Regions from separate parts of the Mus musculus genome. Here all the other regions are linked to region 2. Evidence: chromatin contacts called from public HiChIP or PLAC-seq and promoter capture Hi-C data. All regions are on one chromosome and are shown on one strand. The core of a region is the stretch at or near the end of the contact, and the rest is flanking DNA. Distances in the headings are between cores, read along the strand shown.

Region 1 (4,269 bases), core at 1,679-4,178, 160 kb before region 2:
TATGTGGTACAGACAAGCAGGCAGAGCGCTGATCCACATTAGTAAAAACAAATATAAGGAAGAAAATTCTAAATCTTTTAAAAAGTAACAGTGGAACCCGGCATGGTGGCGCACGCCTTTAATCCCAGCACTCGGGAGGCAGAGGCAGGCAGATTTCTGAGTTCGAGGCCAGACTGGTCTACAGAGTGAGTTCCAGGACAGCCAGGGCTATACAGAGAAACCCTGTTTCAAAGGAGGTGGCAGTGACTTCTTTAATCCCAGCACTCAGGAGGCAGAGGCAGGCTGCTCTGAGTTCCCAGGACAGCCAGGGCTACACAGCAAAACCTTAGCTCGAAAATTAAACAACAACAAAGTAACTGTGGGAGTCAGTGTTCTCCTTCTACTTGGATCTGGGGATTGAGCTCAGCTAGGTTGGGCAGCTAGCACCTTTGCCCTCTGAGCCATCTCATTGTCTATTTCTCTGTTTTCAGAGATGAGGTCTCATGTAGTCCAGGCTAGCCTCAAACTCTATGTAACTGAGGATAACTTTGAATTCCTGATCCTCCTGCCTCCACTTCTCCATGTGCATGACTGGAGTGTGCTACCATGCCTGGGTGGTGCTGGGATGGAACACAGAACTTCCGTCCCACCATCCACTCTACCCACTGAACCTTTTAGCTCCTATCCCCTCCGTTTTCGTCCAACATCACCACACCTACTGCCCAGCTGGCCTACAGCAGTCAGCCTGCTCCTCTCAAAGCTACAACTAGGAAGGCAGGAAAAAGTCTTGTCTTCTACCCCAGGGCCTTTCCATGTGCTGTTTATCAGCCCAAAGCATCTCCTGTGCCCTTCTCCTTACACCCCATCTTAGTCTCTCTCAGGAGCCATGTTCTTCTGGGTGACCATCTCTGTCCATCTATCCACTTCTATTTATCTTCATTCTCTTCCTTCAGAGGCTTGGCTTCTAAAGACACTGAGTCCCTGTGGTGGTTTGAATGAGAATGGCCCCTACCTTTTATACTTGGCTGGGTTCCCAGTAGGTGAACCTGTTTAAGAAGGTCTATCGCTATCACTGGGAGGTGGGTGGTGGGCTTGGAGGTTTCAGAAGCCCATGTCCTTTCCAGCTAGCTCTCCCTTCCCCTTGTGAACTATCAGCACCACCTTGACCCCTCCTGCTATGCTCCCTGACATACTGGCCATGGCCTCACCCTCTGAGTCCAATAAGCTCCAATAAAGTCTTCCTTCTGGAAGTTGCTTTGGTCATGGTATTTGTCATAGCAATAGCTAAGATAGGTCCCAGTGCAGGTGATCCCCTCTCTAACGTATCCTGTAACCCTCTATGGCTCATACCACACCTCCATGCCTGTTTTTTGACTGCCATCTAAGAGTTGTTCCCAGTGGCAGACTGGCCTAATGTGGACAGGACACCTACAGAAGCACCAAAAACTTGGGCTCTGCCCCTGGTTCTGCACACTCACCGACTCCAGCTCCCCTGTGTGCTGAAATGGACCGGTTCCCTTCCCTACATCCTGTGGCTTGCAGGGGGGGAAAGGACCAGTGCATGAGACCTTCCATTCAGGACAACAGGGCAAGGGTTTATCTGAGTCCCCCTGGATATTAAGTTGTGTTACATATGCGCCTAGCTCACACATGGCTTCCCCAACTAGGCCCCACTTCACACAGGCCACTCATAGCAGGAACGGTGACAGAAGGCTACTGGTTGGGACACAGCATCCACGAGCACTCTCACCTTGGGATCTTTCTTCAGTCGTAGACGATGGCCCCAGTGTGGAGTCAGGGACTGCTGGGCCACACCCCGGTGCCGCAGATGGAAATACTGGTCGTCAGGGAAGATCTGGGAATGCGACGGACAACAGGGGCATAGCTGGGACCCTGCTCCTTTGATAGGATCTCCACGACTTTATACACCTCAGCCAGGGGTCCATATGACAGCCACAGAATCCCAAATTGAACATGGAGGGGCACACAGATACATATTTGGGGAGGTCTTGGGGACACCCTCCCATTTGTCCAGATCTGAGGTTGTCCAGACCCACACCCCACGTCCCACCCACCTGTCCCAGGTTGACGAAGCCAAATTTACGGGCCAGGCGCTCAGCTTCCTGGTAACCTTTGGTCACCCGCACTGCCCAGCTGCTGACATAGATGGGGGCCTGGGCTGAGGCCCACCTCACAGCCAGGAGGGCCAAAGTCAAAGTCAGACCCAGCCACAGCTCTGTCTGGGAGGGCCGCATAGCGGGGGGCGGGGCGGGGGCGGGGCTTCAGGAAGCACTCCCAGCCTGGACACCATAGCAACGCGAAGCTGTCAACTCCCAAGGGGCCTTGCGCTTCCTTCCTCCCCCACCCCCTCCCCACCTGGGAGGGGTGGGAATATTCCACTAGGAGTGACACATTCATAGGGACCTAAGCCTTCGGGAACCTCACTTTCTCCACCTATACAAGGACAACCCCTCCATCTGCCCTTAGGAGCAGGTTCAAGGTAACAGGTGCCTTCAACCTTTATTTGGCCCCGCCCACTTTTCTCCACGCCCCCTCCTTCGTGATCAGCTTCGTTTTTCCAGTGTAGTCCCGCCTCCTTTCTGGTCTGTCCAATCAGCGCTGATCTTTACCAGGCTCCGCCCATCTGTTCCTCAACTAGCTCCACCCACGTCAATCGCTCTCCGTCAATAATCTACCGCTTGTCCAATCACTATCGTGCCACACCCTCTTGACCAATCAACACGCCATCACCCTGGGGCCCCGCCCCCTCGGGACTCCTCGCTGCCGCCCCGGCCCTCACCCTGGCCAGAGGGCCATGCGGCCGGGGAGACGGGGCAGGCCCCACCTCCTTTGTCCGCCCTGCCCTCCCATTGGCCAGAGCCGGGGGGCGGGGGCGGAGCCAGGGTCCGGGGCCGAAAGCACTGGGCCGGGGGCGGGGCCGGGCGGTGGGCGGGTGGTGAAAGTGCGCTCTCGGCGGCGCCGGTGCGCGAGGTTGCGGGCGTGCTTCAGTGGCCTGCCCCGCGCCCGCCGCTGCCATGGACGGTCTGCGCCAGCGCTTCGAACGTTTTCTGGAACAGAAGAACGTGGCCACCGAAGCGCTCGGGGCGCTCGAAGCAAGGACCGGTGTAGAGAAGCGGTATCTCGCCGCGGGTGAGCCTGGAGAGGGGTGCATGTCACTTGGTTCCCAACGGGCACCATGAGGTCCTGGGTCCCATCACTGGAAAGGACTCATGTCATGGGTTCTAGACGAGCTCCAGGAGGCCCTGGGAATGCAGGCTTGGCTCCCGGGTCCTATCCCTGTATAAGTTGCAGGACCCAAGTTCTGACTGGGCATCTTGAAGTTTGGGTGCCCTCACCCTGGAAGGAGTTTACATCTTAGGTTTTCTACGGGGTTTGGGAGGTCCTGAGAGTTCATTCCTAGCTGCAGCATCCCATCTCTAAGATGGACCCTTATACCAGGCATCGTGAGGTTCTGGGAACTCTGACCTGGAAGGTGTGCACATCCTAGGTTCCTGAGGGCCTCTACAAGGCCATAAGGACTCAGACCTAGAAGGAGTGCATATCTTGGGTCCCTGATGGGCCTGGGAAAAGACCTCATGAGGTACTAGGCACCCAGACCAGACTGGGAAGAAATGCACAGCTGGGTCCCCAACAGGCAACCAAAATGTCCTAGGTGCCTATCTATGGAAGGGAAATACATTCTGGTTCCCCCAGGGACCCTGTTATTATTTGGGCATTCTGACCTACCTGTAGGGTCTCATCCTGGAATCCCAAGAAGGGGGATTTTCATTTGCCTGCTTCTCTTCCAAGGTCTTTGGAAAAGGGCACCCTAGGGTCCTACTGCAACTCTCCATGTGACCTGCCTCCTCTTGGGGCCCTGGCTGCATGCCAGGCCCCAAGTCTGGTTTCTCTGCAAGTCTGGTTTTTCCAGTGGCCCAGCTGGCCCCTAAGTGGATGGAAAAACAAGGGACAACAACCCCAGCCCTATCAGCCCATTGTGTGTACTCCTTCTCGAATATTCTCATGGAGAAAGTCCCCGTGGATCTCTGAGCCCTCTGAGGCCCAGGCTGGGAGGAGACTGACCCAGCACCCGGACACTAGGCTCTCTCTCTTCCTCCGTGCTTCAGCACAATAGCTTTGAGTCAATATTTGTTGATCTAAGGTAGTGGCTGGGATTTGGGGAGGGACTTGCAGGAAGGGACTATCCATCCAAGCACCTCAGCTGTTTTTAGGTCCATTCTTGTTCTAGACCCCTTCTGCAGTGTGGAAAGGGCCTTGGTGCATCATCTT
Region 2 (4,423 bases), core at 465-2,964:
AAGTGATAGGCTCTGGATCTCTTCCCTCTCTAGGACTGTTAAACAGCTGGAGCTTAATAAATGCTGACTTGTTCACATTGAAACAGTCCCTTCAGCCCTGTCCACCCAAGGATTTGGGAGAGGGACCTCTGTGTACCCCCCCCCTTAATGGCTCATATACAATGCCACTCACTTTCCTCCAAGATCCTCTTCTCTGGGGGGGGGGGGGCAGCATGAAAGGGGAAAATGAGGAACAGAAAAGGATCTGTGCAGCCCCGGGCATGGACCACCACGCCTGTCACACAGCCAGTGCACTGTGGACATCAGATTCTTGGTTTGCTTTGTTTCCAGCCTGATAGCCCAAGCCATTGGTGGGGGCATCCCTTGAGTGAGCGTCAGAGCCCATGGGTGACTCAAGCTCCAGAACAAATGCCAATAACCCTCCCTGGCAGTGAGCAGGGCAAGGGAGGCAGGGGCTGAGGCTGAGTGAAGACACCCTCCTAACACAAGGTCCCCCCAGAGTCTGGCATGGCCACCCTGGTAATCGGTAATCTCTTCTCCACAAACCCAAGGGGTCTTGTTCCCAGGTGCTTTGTGCCTGTAGGGTGCCATCCATGTACCCCTTCTGTCCCCCTTCACTGTCTGCAGGTGGGAAAGGGAGAGAGAGAGAGAGAGAGAGAGAGAGAGAGAGAGAGAGAGAGAGAGAGAGAGAGAGAGATCCTAGGCTAGCTATCTCAGTCTGAAAAAAAAAAAAAAACCCCAAACCCAAGCTGGTCTAGAGATGACCAGTCTCAGACAAGACATCCTTAGACCCCAGAGATATTGGGGACAGGAAGTAGCCAATTACACGGGACTTAGGAGGAATTTTCCCCTCTCTCTTCCCCCCCTCTCTGTCATCTTTTCCATGTGTAGCCCTGACTGTCCTTGAATCCAGTTCTGTAGACCAGGCTGACCTTGAACTCAGAAATCCACCTGCCTCTGCCTCCCAAGTGCCGAGATTAAAGGCATGTGCCACTACACCGGACCTTGGAGGAATTTATGTTTGCTTTGATGCAAAGACTCACTATAAAGCCCTTGCCTGACTGGAACTTGCTACATAGACCAGGCTAGCCTCCAAATTAACGATCCACCTGCCTCTGTCTTCCCAATCCTGGGCCTAAAAACCACTAAAGTCCCTGTTAAGAAAGATTTCTGCAGGGCAATTACATTGCACAATTGAAGAAACAGAGGCCCAAATGCCCAAATGCCTGCTTTTCCTTGTGCTTGAGGCCAATGTGTGATTGTTCTGGGGACCTACTAATAGCCCCACTTCATCCCAAAAGAGGTTTTGAAATCTTTGTGTGCATACGGGGAAAACAGCCCATCTTTCTGAGAGTGTCAACAGAGTTGGGGGGCGTTTGTAGCCACACTTCAGGAACTGGGGGCGGGTAGGGGCAGAAGGGGGAATGTACAGGACAGAGAATCAAAGACGCTGATATGAGAACACACACACACACTCACTCACACTCACACAGAGCCAGGACTAGCGGTCCCCCACCCCAATCCCTCAGGTTCTTCTCAGGGCAAGGAGAATGGGGAGACCCAAGAAGCCAGCCTGGTGCTCCAAGGGGTTTGGCGGGTGCAGGCGGAGCGATGGGCGGGGGCGCTGACGTCAGACCCGGGCCGGGGCGCCGGCGGCGGCCGCCCCGCCACATCCTGGTGGCCGCTGCTCGCAGCAGCCGAAGCCGAGCGAGAGCACTGAACAAGCGGGACAGTAGCAGCCGCCGCCACCAGGAGCGTCGGCCAGTGCGTGGGGACCATGCTGCGGCCTTGAGCACACACGAAGAGGACACCCAGGATGGAGTTGAGCTTGGAGAGCCTCGGGGGGCTGCACGGGGTGACACACGCGCAAGCCGGCGAGCTGCTGAGCCCGGGCCACGCGCGCTCCGCCGCGGCCCAACACCGAAGCCTAGTGGCATCGGGGCGCCCAGGCCTGGTGGCCGGCATGGCTAGCCTGCTGGACGGTGGTGGCGCCGGGGGCGGGGGCGCCGGGGGCGCGGGGGCTGCAGGGGCCGCGGGTGGTGGCCCTGACTTCCGTGGGGAGCTGGCTGGCCCCCTGCACCCGGCCATGGGTATGGCGTGCGAGGCCCCAGGTTTGGGTGGCACCTACACCACGCTCACGCCCTTGCAGCACCTGCCGCCGCTGGCCGCCGTGGCCGATAAGTTCCACCAGCACGCGGTGGCTGGGGCGCACGGAGGCCATCCACACGCTCACCCTCACCCGGCCACCGCGCCGCCACCGCCCCCTCCGCAGCGCCTGGCGGCCAGCGTGAGCGGCAGCTTCACCCTCATGCGCGACGAGCGGGCGGCGCTGGCCTCGGTGGGCCACCTCTACGGGCCTTATGGCAAGGAGCTGCCCACCATGGGGTCGCCACTGTCGCCGCTGCCCAGCGCGCTGCCCCCCGCTCTGCACAGCGCCCCGCAGCCGCCGCCGCCGCCACCGCTCGCCGCTTACGGGGCTCCGGGCCACCTGGCCGGGGACAAACTACTGCCACCTGCCGCCTTCGAGCCACACGCGGCGCTTCTGGGGCGCGCAGAGGACGCGCTGGCCCGAGGGCTGCCTGGAGGCGGCGGCGGCGCGGGAGGCGGCGGGGCGGCCGGCGGGGCGGCCGCGGGTTTGCTGGCTCCGCTGGGCGGGCTGGCTGCGGCCGGGGCGCACGGGCCTCACTCAGGCGGCGGTGGCCCCGGAGGGGGCGGTGGCGCTGGCGGCGGCAGCGGCGGCCCGGGAGCCGGCGCTGCAGCCGAAGAGATCAACACCAAAGAGGTGGCCCAGCGCATCACCGCCGAGCTGAAGCGCTACAGCATCCCGCAGGCCATCTTCGCGCAGCGCATCCTGTGCCGCTCGCAGGGCACGCTCTCCGACCTGCTGCGCAACCCGAAGCCCTGGAGCAAGCTCAAATCCGGCCGCGAGACCTTCCGCAGGATGTGGAAGTGGCTGCAGGAGCCGGAGTTCCAGCGCATGTCGGCGCTGCGCCTGGCAGGTAGGGACAAGGGCCCCTGAGGCTCGATCCTGGGGGACATGGTTGGCACAGGATGAAGGACCTTGGCTAGTGCGTCCTGCCAGCCTAGAGGGGGGAAACTGTAGCCTCTGAGGCTGACCCGGGGTCTGCATCGCCGAGTGTCACTAATAGAAAGAGGGCAAATACAATTATTGTTTCCGTCCCTATTCTTTTAGGGACTGTGTAGGGTGTCTAGTGTCTTTGAGGCTGATGTAGACATAGGGTGCTAAACTAAAACAGCCCTCGCGTGGCTCCGTGTGTGCGCGTGTATGCGCGCGTCTGTAGCACGTTCCTTGGGTTCACGATCCCCTGCGATCAGAGGTGCCACTCCCCTCGTCCCCAAACATCCTGCAAGAGGGACCAAAGGCGCCCTCTCTCCACCCAGTCACAAAGCTCTAGGTGCTGACTAGACTCAGCCAAGGCCTGGCCACCGCTCTGCCCCCAGCCCCAGCACCACCACCACCACCGAGCTCTCTTCCTATGCAGCTCAGCCTCTGCCGACGATCGATCCGCTAGTCCCCCATCCCTCCCCCCTCTGGCCGTTGGCAAAGGTCATTTGAGATTGGGGGAGGGGCAGCCCTTGGGACCCTGGGCTCAGTGGCATCCACCAGAGGCCTTCACACCCCCCCCCCCCCGTGGCTCCCAGGGCCTCACTCCCTCCTGTTTTCCTGTCCCCCCTTTCTACTTCTCTCCACGGGGACAAATTGCTGTCCCTCTCTTCGAGCTGCCTCTTCGGTACCCAGTCCAGTCTCTCTTTATTCTTTTCTTCTCTTGCGCCTTGCCTGAGTCTCTCCCACACACAGAAGCATGCGAGCCAGCCCCTGGGGGACCCGTTGTCTCCTCCTTTGGTCTAACCTGTCCCCTCCCACCCCAGCGAGGAATGTGGGGGTGTGCCATAGACCCTACATCCTCCGTGATTGGGAAGGGGTGTCAGGAGGCCGGTGGTCTGGGCAGAGCGTTTTTTCTATGGCGTAGTGGGGAGGGGGCTGTGCACCCCGTTCCAGGGACAATAGCGGTTTCCAGAGCCTCATCGATCCCTCTGCATACAAACACAGAGAGGGGCGGGGCAGCCGGGACTCAAGAGAGGCGCCCCTAAGGCAGGAGCTGAGAACTGGGTTGACTGTACCCCTCAGACCACACTACAAGCCTGTGTGGGGTGCAGAGAAGCAGGGGCCCCTGGGCGTAGCGGGGGGGTAGATAGACGTGGGTTTGGTTGGAGCCTGTGCTACTTGCTCTATCTGTGGATTCTAAGCCCACTGTGCAGGCTGGCACACACACAGACCCACTTTAGTTTCCCCTTCCTCTGGAGTCTTTAGTGGGATAACTCAGTGATGAGATGCGCCCTGTCTTTGGGCTTTTGGGGCCATGCATTCCTGGGGGGTGGGCAGGTGGCACTGGAAGACATT
Region 3 (4,585 bases), core at 15-2,514, 250 kb before region 2:
GCCAAGGACTCCTAACTCTCCTGCCTCAACCTCCCCAGGGCTGGAATGACAGGCACGCCACACATGCCTTGTTTATGTGGTGCCGAGGTGGAACCAGGGTCTTCTGCGTGATAGGAGAGAGTGCTCACTAACCACCTACATTTATTCATTTTACTTTATTATTTTATGTGTGGGTGTTTTGACTGCATGCATGCCTGGTGCCTGGAGAGATCAAAAGAGCCATCAGAGACCCATGAATTGGAGTTTTAGAAGGTTATGGGATGCTGGGAATTGAATTCCCATTCTTTTGAAAGAGGAACCAATGCTCTGCTGAGCCATTTTAAAAAAATGTTACCTTTGGGAGGCAGAGGCAGGTGAATTTCTGAGTTCAAGGCCAGCCTGGTTTACAGAGTGAGTTCCAGGACAGCCAGGACTATACAGAGAAACCCTGTCTCGAAAAACCAAAAAAGAAAAAAAAAAAAAAGTTACTTAACAACATCATTACCAACAACAATAATAATTTTGGCTTTTTGAGAGGAAGAACTTGTCCTCGTACACATCCTCCTGCTTCTCTGGGGTGCTAGTCTGACAGGTGTGTAAACAATTCACCCCGATACTTTTACATTTCATAGTCAGTAATGGCTTTAGACCTATTAATTGGAAGAATGCAGGACTGATTGCTAATATGTAAATAGAACGTAAAAGTTCAACATTGGATTGGACTAATTCAAGACTGTGGTTCAAAACGAATCAAAAATCTCAAAAACGGAAGACAGGTTCATCAATGAGTTAAAAACACTTGCCGAAACCCGGGATCGAACCAGGGACCTTTAGATCTTCAGTCTAACGCTCTCCCAACTGAGCTATTTCGGCGACGCGCTGTTTGTCGGTAACACCCTCCCTCCGCCCCGTGCCATTGCTTTAGCGCGCAAGCGCACTTCACAATTTGTCTGTCAAACCTTGTAGGGTTATACTATAAGCAGCTGACTAATGTCGTCTCTGTGGCGCAATCGGTTAGCGCGTTCGGCTGTTAACCGAAAGGTTGGTGGTTCGAGCCCACCCAGGGACGACCACAGCGACTTTTTCATTCCCTAATACTGAATAAAGTGGAAGTTCTTTATTTTGTCGCTGTTTCCTGTTTGTCACAGGACGACCGTGGCGCACTCTGCGCGGACGCGACCACAGGTATAAAGCGGGTCAGAACCACTCGGCTTGTGGTGCGGGTTTCCGCTGGTGTCTATTTGGGCGTTGGACTAGAACCGGAACTCTTTGGAGGACGGACCGCAGAGGTTGTCTGAAGGCCGAGGCCAAGATGGCGGCGCTGGCGGGTGAGTGAAGCCCTTGCGGTCGGGAGAGTGGCGTAGTCCTGGGCTCCGAGCTGGCGCTGCGGGGACCTTGGAGCCCAAGCCTAGTGTTGAGAGGCGTTGGGACCGTAGAGACCTATAGGTCAGATCCCAGCCCTCGGTAATGTCGGTGTCTAGCATTAGGCCGAAGCATGTTTGAATTCACGTTACACAGTTCTGCATGGTCTACATAGCAAGTTGCAGGCCTCCTGCTATCGTCCCTGATTATAGTCGGGAACGCTGAGGCCTGTGTATCTTCCAACCTCAGGAAGCTGACTGCAGAAACCCGGCTGATGTCCCCGAAGCACAGAGTGGGACAGGGGAGAGGCCCAGGACACTTAGGCCACCCACCCGGTGGCTCTTTCCATCTCATCCCCAACCTGGACAGCTAGCAAGGGCCTCTAGAGCAGATGTCTTAGTTTCCCTGCCAAAGCTTTGGTGTCTTTCTCTTTATGTACAGGGATTAAACACCTGTGCAGTTTGGTAGACGTGAGCGACAGTTGCTAAGTGGAACCTCCCATCGCCTAGCAGGTTGCAGTGTTAACATAAGGAGTGGGAGAACTCAGGAAGTCGGGTCTAACTCCTTCTGTGTTTTGTTGTTGCTTTGAGACAGTGTCTGATGGGTCCTAGCTCAAACTCTATACTGTGGGTGATCTTGAAGGCTTCATCCGAATGCCTTCACTGCTAATGCTGGGATGGCAGGTGTGCACAGTCAAGCCCATTTATACAGCACCAGGGATGGAACTAAGAGCTTGGTGCATGCCAGGCAGGGACTCTGCCAACACAACTCCAGCCCCAAATGCCTGCTTTGGAGACAGGATCTCATGTATAAGAGGCTGACTTTGAACTCCTGATCCTCCAGGCTCTGACCCCAAATACTAGGATGACAGACTTACTACTATACCCAACATTATTTTTTCTTTTAAAGATAGGGTCTTCCTGTGTGGCCTAGAGTCATATCAAACTCATGTTCCTGCTACAGTCTCTCATTGCTGGGGTTACAGACCCCACCACTGTACCCAGCCCAGCTGTGATGTAGCCCCCTTGAAGAGTGGAGGGCTTGGTGATTCGTGGTGTTGACTGCTGGCGCCTGAATTCACTCAGGCTCAGCTGTGATCTTGCTGGTGACAGTTAATAGACCTTACTGTGGTCCTATTTGAAGGAGAAACTAACACCTTAGAGACAACAAGGAGGATGTTTGCTGTAAGGCATTGTACTGTACAGCTGTGATCCCATCCCTTGGGACGCTGAGGCAGGATGAGCCTAGCCTGGGCTATACTGGATCCCTGCTTCAAAAGAAGGGCACTAAGATTTCTGGGAGTTCCAGGCCGGCCATGGATACATAGTAATACCATTTTAAAAGGCAGGAAGAGGAGGAGGCCTGGAGATGTGGTCCAGTGTTAAAACATTCACTGAATGTGTTCAGGGCCCCACATTTCATTCCCAGCATGACAGCACAGAAATCTGGTCTGAGCCAGACTTGTGCTTCATGCAGTCCTAGCTGCTCAGAAGGCTCTCCTGAGGTCAGAGTTCAGAAGCAGCTTAGGCAACACAAAGAGACCCTATGCCAGTTAAAACAAACACCTGCTGCTGGCACCTCCAGCCACTTAGTAGGGCATTTACTTTGCTGAAAGTTTATCCAAAGCCTTAAGTTTTTAGATGGGGAAGATCAGGCCTGGTGTGTGCCACTCAGTCAGAAAGTCTAGAGTCTGCAGTAGTCTGTCTTTGGTCTAAGCAGTCGTGACCTTGGGAAGCAGTAGCCCTGAGCAAGGCTGAAGTCAGTGAGGAGGGCTGAGGCAGAAGAAGGAGTGTGGAAAGCCACCGTCAGCCCAGCCCCGAGTGTGGGAGGCAGGATAATCCCCATGTCATGGTGGGTGTCTCTCTCCCAGTCCCACCTTTCTGTCATGGAGGGGCAGTCCCAGATGAGACCCCCTCCCACTTTCTTCCTCCAAGACAGGATCTTGCTATGTAATTCTAGCTGACTGGAACTTGGTATGTAGACCAGGCTAGCTCGAACTCACAGAGCTCCCTCCACCTTCCTCTGCATCCTGAGTGATGGGATTCAAGGTGTGCACCCCCAAGCTTGGTCCCAGATGACAGAAATTTATCTTGTATTCCTTGAACTTGGAGTCCAAGATCAGAGTGTCACAGGGCTGGGGTTTCGTGAGCTCACAGATATGACCCCCTCTATCCTCATGAGGCTATCCTAGTCATCTTTATATCCTACCCGTGGTTGGTTTTGTTTGTTTTTGTGTTTTTAAATGCTGTTTGGGATTTTCTAGAGTCTGTTCCCATGTAAGCCAGGCTGTTCTAGGACATGCAGACCCCTGCCTCTGTCTCCAAAGTGCTAGGATGACAGTTGTACATCTTCAGACCTGACCCACACCCGCCCTTACAAAGAATATCCATCCTGCTATGTCTGGGCACATCTTAGTGACCTCATTGTAGCTTTTTTTTTTGCCTCTGGAAAGGCTTATGCATACAATGACATTCCGTTCTGAGATGCTGGGGCAACATGCTCATACATACAGTTGCATTCCAAGGTGCTCAGATAAAGATTCCAATACATAAGCAGTGAGGGCATGGCTCCATCCTGGCTCAAAGCTGCCTGCCATGTCTCTCTTCCTTTTAAAAAGTCCCCTTGGTTGAGTCCTGCCATGTGGGAAGGGCCTGCTATGTGCAAATGTAGAACAGGCTGTTCAGAAGCAGCTGACTTGGGTCCTGGGGTAGAGAAGTGAGACATGGGAGATAGAGGGAAAGGTGACTTACAAGGGAAGTTAGGTAAGAGGGAGAGTGTGTTGGAGCCCTCCAGGGTAGGATTGGGACTAGAACCTGGACCCCTCCTGGGGACTAAACTGTTAGGCTCAGGGTTCTGTGTTTCTCTCTCTAGCTCCTGGCCTGCTCTCTGTACGGATCCTGGGTCTGCGGTGAGTGTGTCGCCTGTCTGTCACAAGGCTAGATCTAGCTGGGTGTCAGTGAACAGCATGAAGCTGCAGGGCTTGGAGCTGGGAGGGTCCCCCAGCAGTGGCTAGTGAAGAGAATGTTCGGTTTAGTGGGGGGTTAGTGGTACGTCCAGGTGTCCTCACATGGTATGCAGGGATTGTCTGGGAAGGCAGTGGCCAAGGCAGAATAGTATTGTCCACAAGCTTGGGGCCCTCGTAGGAAATGCACTGCCTGTCCCAACAAGGTGTTCTGTGAGCCTGCCAGCTGGACCTCCACAGGCTGGCTGCCTTGTGACAGGGCTGTGAAGGTCACCAGCCCAG

What was found. HiChIP or PLAC-seq counts read pairs in DNA pulled down with a chosen protein or histone mark. Capture Hi-C pulls out chosen DNA fragments and counts their contacts.
Region 1: an HNF4G HiChIP or PLAC-seq map of pancreatic cancer cells shows a contact between it and region 2. The contact joins the promoter of Reep6 here to the promoter of Onecut3 in region 2. A contact is called at or near these places in 1 of 39 promoter capture datasets (neural stem cells), 1 of 15 datasets of contacts at CTCF or cohesin (CD8 T cells), 5 of 484 Hi-C or Micro-C datasets (embryonic stem cells, epiblasts, induced pluripotent stem cells and 2 more), 6 of 115 datasets of contacts at active chromatin or transcription factors (the 230-238 cell line, embryonic stem cells, fetal liver and 3 more) and 3 of 9 other capture datasets (adipose tissue, liver and pancreatic islet).
Region 3: a promoter capture Hi-C map of pancreatic islet shows a contact between it and region 2. The contact joins the promoter of Ndufs7 here to the promoter of Onecut3 in region 2. A contact is called at or near these places in 2 of 115 datasets of contacts at active chromatin or transcription factors (memory CD8 T cells and pancreatic cancer cells) and 1 of 9 other capture datasets (pancreatic islet).

Annotation. Positions count from the first base shown.
Region 1 is chr10:80,327,217-80,331,485 of GRCm38.p6, forward strand. Reep6 (receptor accessory protein 6) reads left to right here and starts at 2,929. Exons shown (of 5, transcript NM_001204931.1): 1 at 2,929-3,129. The coding sequence starts at 3,015. Pcsk4 (proprotein convertase subtilisin/kexin type 4) reads right to left here and starts at 2,257. Exons shown (of 15, transcript NM_008793.2): 1 at 2,055-2,257; 2 at 1,730-1,834. The coding sequence starts at 2,234. It overlaps Gm51809 (a long non-coding RNA gene), which reads right to left. Exons shown (of 3, transcript XR_003949017.1): 2 at 3,727-3,925; 3 at 3,243-3,276.
Region 2 is chr10:80,493,192-80,497,614 of GRCm38.p6, forward strand. Onecut3 (one cut domain, family member 3) reads left to right here and starts at 1,715. Exons shown (of 2, transcript NM_139226.3): 1 at 1,715-2,999. The coding sequence starts at 1,817.
Region 3 is chr10:80,248,185-80,252,769 of GRCm38.p6, forward strand. Ndufs7 (NADH:ubiquinone oxidoreductase core subunit S7) reads left to right here and starts at 1,265. Exons shown (of 8, transcript NM_029272.4): 1 at 1,265-1,307; 2 at 4,213-4,249. The coding sequence starts at 1,292. n-TFgaa3 (a tRNA gene) reads right to left here and starts at 852; the gene lies at 780-852. It overlaps n-TNgtt7 (a tRNA gene), which reads left to right and starts at 975; the gene lies at 975-1,048.